2 separate regions of the Sus scrofa genome follow, and region 2 is linked to region 1. Evidence: chromatin contacts called from public HiChIP or PLAC-seq data. All regions are on one chromosome and are shown on one strand. The core of a region is the stretch at or near the end of the contact, and the rest is flanking DNA. Distances in the headings are between cores, read along the strand shown.

Region 1 (3,756 bases), core at 548-3,047:
ACTTTAATCCACATAAAGTCTGATGCTCTTGTTTTGAGCTCTCTAAACAGTGGCAAATTACAATAGACAGCCTCTGACTGCTACAGTCATTGATTGCTTTCTCTGTGTGCATTGGCATTGTATCTTGCTCTAACTGCAGCTTTTTCCTCTGGCCTATAAATGCTTATATGATGTATACTAATTAAAAATGAAATAACACAGTTTTATCAGGCAGCATGTATATACCCATTTTGTTTACCTTTTCATCCGTTCGAGCTAAATGCCTCAAGTCTCTTTTGTTTTTAATTACATTTTATACTGCAAGTCAACTTTTTTTTTATGCTTTTGAACTCTTATGGTTAGAGGGAACACGTTAAGAATTTTAAAAGATGTCTTTTTTCCATGATAAAGTAGTACTTTTAAGTTTGCATTTAAATTTTTTTTTCAAATTTTTTTGGAGTATAATTGACTTAGCAATGTTGTATCAGTTTCATGTGTATGCATTTAAATTTCTTTTTCTTTTTTTTTTTTTTTCTTGCTTTTTATGACCATACCCTCGGCACATGAAGGTTCCCAGGCTAGGGGTTGAATCAGAGCTGTAGCCACCGGCCTACCCCACAGCAACAGCAACTCCAACTCCGGATCCTTTTTTTCTTTTTTTTTTTGTCTTTCTGCCATTTCTTGGGCCGCTCCTGCAGCATATGGAGGTTCCCAGGCTAGGGGTTGAATCGGAGCTGTAGCCGCCAGCCTACACCAGAGCCACAGCAACACGGGATCCGACCCACGTCTGCGACCTACACCACAGCTCACGGCAACGCCAGATCCTTAACTCACTGAGCGAGGGCAGGGATTGAACCTGAGTCCTCATGGATCCTAGTTGGATTCGTTAACCACGGAGCAATGAAGGGAACTCCTGAACTTAAAATTTTTTATTCCTTCTTTTATCTCTTTGTTTCAGACATACTATTCTTATTTTACAATAGTTCTATAATCTTTTATTTTATTTTATTTTTTTTTTGACCACCCTGCAGCATGTGGAATTCCCAGGCCAGAAATTAGATCCAAGCCACTGTTGCAACCTACTCCACAGCTGCAGCAGTGCCACATCCTTAACCCACTGTACGGAGCTGGGTACAGTACCAGGTTAATACTGGATCCTTAACCCACTGCTCCAGTGCTCCAGAAACACCGCTGATCCTTTTGCTGCCACATCAGGAATTCCAATAGCTCTATAAGCTTGATATCTAATCTTTTGTTTGATTTGTCTCCTGATAACATCCATGCTAAGTTGTTTCACTGTGTGCTTTATAATTTTAGGTTTATACTAATGTTTAATGGGGTTTTAATTTTGGAAATCCCATGAGCCCTAGGTTCAGGACTTAAAGCTGGTGTACATTTCATCTGTCTACCTGAGTGACAAGCACATGATCAAAGGAAACTTTTCCAGGGAATTCCCTTGTCACTGCAGCAGCTTGGATTGCTGCCATGACGCAGGTTTGATCCCTGGCCCAGGAACCTCCACATGCCATGTGTACAGCCAAAAAAATATTGGAAAATAAAAAAGAAACCCTCCCACATCCTCCAACCTAGAATGCAAGCTCCATGAAATCACAGGAGATCTTTGTGTTGTTTACTGATGTATCCCAAATTGTTTACTATAGTGCATGGCACATACTAGGCATTCTGCCTGTATTTGTTGAACTGAATTTATCACTTTCTTTCCTGGTGGATGGATTAATTTTGACTAGTCCACTCTCTTATTGAGGAAGTAGTGAGAGCTTGTTGTAGGTCCTTTCTTTTTTTTTTTCAGGGCCACACCCTATGGCGTAGGGAAGTTCCCAGGCTAGGGGTTGAATCGGAGCTGTAGCTGCTGGCCTATTACCTACAGCTGCTGGCTGTTACCTACAGCCACAGTAACTCAGGATCTAAGCTGCGTCTATGACCTATATCACAGCTTACGGTAACACCAGATCTTTAACCCACTGAGTGAGGCCAGGGATTGTATGTCCCCACGGATACCAGTCAGATTTGTTACCTCTGAGCCACGATAGGAGCTCCAAGTTGTAGGTACTTTCTATCAGGAATGGCTGGAGTTTTTAACTGAATATTTGTCTGATGGTTCCAGTAACATGACTTTGACTCCATGCTATGTAAAAAAATAATCCAATCCTATTAGGATAAATGAGCATTTGCCTCCTTCCTGGGTCTATATTTCTTTTCTTTTCTTTTTCTTTTTTTTTTTTTTTTTTTGTCTTTTTGCCTTTTCTAGGGCCGCTCCCATGGCATATGGAGGTTCCCAGGCTACGGATCCAATCGGAGCTGTAGCCACCAGCCTATGCCAGAGCCACAGCAACACCAGATCCGAGCCGGTCTGTTACCTACACCACAGCTCATGGCAATGCCGGATCCTTAAGCCACTGAGCAAGGCCAGGAATTGAACTTGCAACCTCATGGTTCCTAGTCGGATTAGTTAACCACTGAGCCACGATGGGAACCTCAGGGTCTATATTTATTTCAAAGGCCTCATGTTAAACTTTGGCTGAGCCATTTTCAATTTGTTTTTCATAATTCTCAAATTTCTGGGGTTTTTTGGAGGGTTTATATGGCATATTATGCATTTTTAAATGAAAGTAGAATAATCTTTTAAGGTTAAAAAAATCACTTTGTTCAATGATATAGCTTAGTGGTAAGAATTTAGATAACTATCAAATATAAGGAATGATAGGTGAAAAGTAGAAAAAAATTAGCAATAAGAAAACTTTTTTTTTTTTTTAACCTAAAGACATGGGATACATTTTTCTCATTAATACTCTGACAATGGGCGGAGAAAACCCACCCATATTTAGGGAGAGTATAACTTAATGCTTAATTTTTCATTTTAGTAATACTCATTAAAAAATTTAAAATGAAATGTAAATGCGATTAGCTAGCACGTTTGGGGATTATCTTTAATAGAAGAAAATGTAACTATTTGATGTCATAACAGTACTAGTAAATTTAATAGGTTTTTTATTCATTTGGTGTGATACAGATTGTATGGAACTTGATGTGAGCAGAAATAAAATTGCCACTGAGTATGTTGAAGTTATAAATAGCTTGTATTCAAAGACATATGTTATTCTTTATACTGTTTTTATGTGATCATGTTGAACCACTATCTGTGGTTGATTATGGAAGAGTATAATTTTTTATTGCTTTTTAGGGCCGCACCCATGGCATATGGAGGTTCCCAGGCTAGGGATCTAATTGGAGCTACACCTGCTGGCGTAAGCCACAGGCACAGCAATGCCAGATCCGAGCCTCGGCTGCAACCTACACCGCAGCTCACGGCGACACCAGATTGTTAACCCACTGAGCAAGGCCAGGGATAGAACCCACAACCTCATGGTTCCTAGTGGAATTCATTTCCTCTGTGCCGTGATGGGAACTCCAAGGAAGAGTATAAATTGACCCACCACTTGGTATGAGGTGCTTAGTTCTGTTGACACAGATCTTTGCAAAAAAAAGGGAGAGATGGGGTCATGTGACATAATGATGGTTAAATGTCGTTTCTTTGTTTTGCAGTTCCAATTCCTAGCAGATTTGATCGGCGAGTATCAGGTATGTGTTCTTTTTCATAATATATTACTAAAATGCTATTTTAAGATAGGATTACCTTAAAATAAATTGATCTTTTTAATAAAAAGATAAGTTGATAGCATTACAGAACATTATAAAAATTACCTATGATTCCTTCTTTCTATTTCATTTTAAGTTCTGAGTACATATGTACATGTT
Region 2 (3,756 bases), core at 549-3,048, 220 kb before region 1:
TTTTTCGAGACTTTAAGTTCAAGATGGCTAATTGAGATCACCTATTAACATAATTATTTTCCCCAAGCCCTTTGTAAATGAAAGAAGAAATGTAAATATGATAATAAATCCATAAGATAAGTTCAATACAGTAGACTCATAAGAATACACATTTTCATAGTTCCTGTTGTGGCTCAGTGGTTAACAAACCCGACCTAGCAACCATGAGGACATGGGTTCGATCCCAGGCCTCGCTCAGTGGGTTAAGGATCTGGCATTACCATGAGCTGTGGTGTAGGTCGCAGACACGGCTTGGATCCCGCGTTGCTGTGGCTCTGGCGTAGGCCTGCGCTACAGCTCCAAATAGACCCCTAGCCTGGGAACCTCAATATGCTGTGGGTGTGGCCCTAAAAGACAAAAAACAAACAAACAAAAAAAGCACCAAATCTTAACCCTTAAAAATTGTGAATCTGTAAAGTAGATAACCAACGAGGACTTACTGCATAGCACAGGGAATTATATACAATATTTTGTAATAACCTATGAGGGAAAAGGATCGGAAAAATTTTATATATATATGGCAATGCTGGGTCCTTAACTCGTTTAGCAGCAGAGGAACTCCTGGGGATGATATTTTAAAAATCACTAAATCTCTTTTATGAGATTTTCTTTGTATCTAGTTCATTAAAATTTTCCTTTATCATACTAAAAAAAACAAAACAAAACTAAATCTGAGAAATTGTTGCAAGATTAAGCAAATAGTCAGGTGATGAAGAAATTCATTTAGGAGAGAAAGTTTTAGGGAAGATGGCAGAGCAGTTCTAATGGTCCCCTAATCTGGGAAGTGAAGAATACAAAGAGCATAAGGCCCCCCTGGGGACTCCCCAGGACCCATGGGTCGGAATTGACTATGGACTTTAAAACATACACACTTGGGGGTTGCTGTTGTGGGTCAGCAGTAACAAACCTGACTAGTATCCTTTAGGACTTGGGTTCGATCCCCAGCCTCAATCAGTGGGTCAAGTATCTGACGTTGTGGTGAGCTGTGATGTGGATTGCAGACACACTGGGATCCCCGCATTGCTATGGTTGTGGTGTAGGCTTGGCAGCTGAAGCTCTGATTTGATCCCTAGCCTGAGAACTTCCATTTGTTGCAGGTGTGGCCCTAAAAAGACAGGAAAAAAAACCCCTAAAAACATACACACACACACATAATGAGTTGATGCCAGGTAGAAGATCAAAGTGACTCTACTTATTGGTGGGAAAAATATATATTCCATTAGCTAGGGTAAGGCAATCTGCTGCTCTCTCTCTTTTTTTTTTTTTTTTTTTTTTTTGTCTTTTGTCTTTTTAGGTTCCCAGGCTAGGGGTCTAATCAGAGCTGTTGCCGCTGGCCTACGCCAAAGCCGCAGCAATGCCAGATCCGAGTTGCGTCTGTGACCTACACCACAGCTCACGGCAACGTCGGATCCTCAACCCACTGAGTGAGGCCAGGGATAGAACCTGCAGCCTAATGGTTCCTATTTGGATTTGTTTCCGCTGTGCCACGACGGGAACTCCTGTTCCTCTTTTGGAAATGAAGTCAGATACCTCTCATAATACAAATAAGGTCCAAATAGGCTAAAGAGTCAGATAAAAAGAAAACAGTGAAACTATTAAAAGGCAGTAGAGTTTGTTCTCATTGTGGCTCAGTGGCAAAGAATCCAACTAGCATCCATGAGGATGCGGGTTTGATCCCTGGTCTCGCTCAGTGGGTTAAGGATCCAGTGTTGTTGTGAGCTGTGGTGTAGGTGGCAGATGAGGCTTGGATCTGGCATTCCTGTGGCTGAGGCGTAGGCAAGAAGCTATAGCTCTGATTCAACCCATACCCTGGAAACTTACGCCATGGGTGTGGCTCTAAAAAAACAAACAGGAAAAAAAAGGCAGTAGAGAAAATTTTTGTAATTTTAGGTTGTGGTAAGCTCTCCTAAGGAAGGAAGTAAACTTTTGAGATAGCTTTTCTCAATTTTTTTTATCCTTAAGGAATTTTTGAAATGATTTTCTGGTGTCAGGGGAACCCTGCATAAAAATTACCATGTTTTGAAGTTCTCTGATGGTTCAGCAGGTTGAGGATCCAGCATTGTCACTGCTATGGATTGGGTCACTGACCTGGGAACTTCACATGCTGTGGGCGTGGCCAAAAAACTACTATATTTATAGCTCATGGAATGTTAGTTCGATCAGCAAGCAATATAAACCTTTTTTGGGGGGGGGGGCATCCCTGTTCCCTGCAGAAGTTTCTGGGCCAGGGATGGAACCTGAGCCATAGTAATGACAATGACAGATCCTTAAGCTGCTAAGCCACCAGGGAACTCCTGTTTTCATGTGTGGTTCCCTTCCCCACACAAGTTATCAATTTTAGTTCAAATTATTTGTGTAAGTAGAGGACACCTCATTTTTTTTTCCTTAAAAAAAAAATCCTGCTTGAGGGTTTTTTTCACCTTTAAGTAGTCCTAAAAGTTTTACCACAAATTTCTACCATACGGCTTGCTGAGATATGGTTTGTAGTATGATATGTGCAAGAGTAGTTTATTCCCCCTTTTGTTTAAAATTAAAAATGGAGATTGTGGTTCCTCCTGCCTCATGATGCTCCTTTCTAAGTCCACATTTCATGCAGTGTGTGTTATTTGGGAAGCTTTGGTCACAAGCCTACACTCTAGGCTGCTGAAGAGGTTGGGAGAGATTCCAGCTTCTGCCTTGGGGAGGCAGAGCTCATAATATGGTGTATTCTGCAAACATGGGTTTGCATGTGCTCGCTTCGGCAGCACGTATACTAAAATTGGAACAAACGTGTGTTTGCAGCCAAAAACAATACTAAAATCAGCTACTTTGTCAGGCTCTTTGTGGGCTAATTGGGATATTGATCATCACTTCAGATTGGTAGACCATTTATTGCTGCCTTTTATGGCCCTTCATCTCTAGTCTTAATCCACACTTAAATCTCTTCCCTCACCATATCTACATTCATTTGTATAATAAGAGTTTGGTAAATGTTTACTACTTGGATAAAGATTTTACAACTTTTAGAAGAGCACTGGTTCCTTTTTTTTTTTTTTTTTTTTTTTCTTTCTTTTTAGGGCCACACCTGCAGTATGTGGAAGCTCCCAGGCTAGGAGTTGAATCAGAGCTGTCACAACCATAGCAAAGCTAGATCCTTAACCTGCTGAGTGAGGGCGGGGATCAGACCTGAATCCTCATGTATACTAGTCGGATTCTTAACCCTTTGAGCCATGAAAGGAATTCCCAGAAGAGCACCATTTGAACACTGAAAGTCTACCAAGGTTTTGCTGACTAGTTGTATATTTTTGGCTGTACCTGTGGCATGTGGAAATTCCTGGGCCAGGGATAAAACCTGTGCCACAGCAGTGACACAAGCCGCTGCTGTGACAATGCCAGATCCTTAACCCACTGCACCACAAGAGAACTCTTTGCTGACTAGTTATTCAAAGACCCAGGTTTGTTTGGATTGTAGGTGCTGTAATTCCTCAGTGGGCTTATCTGGCACTATCCTCAGTAGTCCCTCCTCACTGAGACTTAGAACATGAAATAGAATGTGAGCCACATATGTTAGTCTACATTTTATAGTAACTTCTTTTATAAAAGGGGGAAAAGAATGAAATGAAATCGACTTTTTAAAATCACACTTTATTTAACTCAGTATGTTATTTCAGTGTGTACTCAGTCTGATATTATTATTATTTCTTTTTTTGTCTTTTTGCCATTTCTTAGGCCGCTCCC

Evidence for each region. HiChIP or PLAC-seq counts read pairs in DNA pulled down with a chosen protein or histone mark.
Region 2: a contact with region 1 is called in an H3K27ac HiChIP or PLAC-seq map of alveolar macrophages. The contact joins two enhancer-like sites. A contact is called at or near these places in 1 of 47 Hi-C or Micro-C datasets (embryonic fibroblasts) and 1 of 2 datasets of contacts at active chromatin or transcription factors (alveolar macrophages).

What each region holds. Positions count from the first base shown.
Region 1 is chr13:31,473,697-31,477,452 of Sscrofa11.1, reverse strand. PRKAR2A (protein kinase cAMP-dependent type II regulatory subunit alpha) reads left to right here. Exons shown (of 11, transcript NM_214258.2): 2 at 3,544-3,579. Among named protein-coding and RNA genes, the nearest start is that of PRKAR2A, 41 kb to the left of the region's middle. Within about 2 kb of position 1,797, at least 2 of the 83 cell types and tissues checked have an H3K27ac peak or open chromatin away from gene starts, as enhancers often do. A contact at or near this core is called in alveolar macrophages, where this site is marked.
Region 2 is chr13:31,694,008-31,697,763 of Sscrofa11.1, reverse strand. All of the region lies in intron 2 of QRICH1 (glutamine-rich protein 1), which reads left to right. Among named protein-coding and RNA genes, the nearest start is that of QRICH1, 19 kb to the left of the region's middle. Within about 2 kb of position 1,798, at least 1 of the 83 cell types and tissues checked has an H3K27ac peak or open chromatin away from gene starts, as enhancers often do. A contact at or near this core is called in alveolar macrophages, where this site is marked.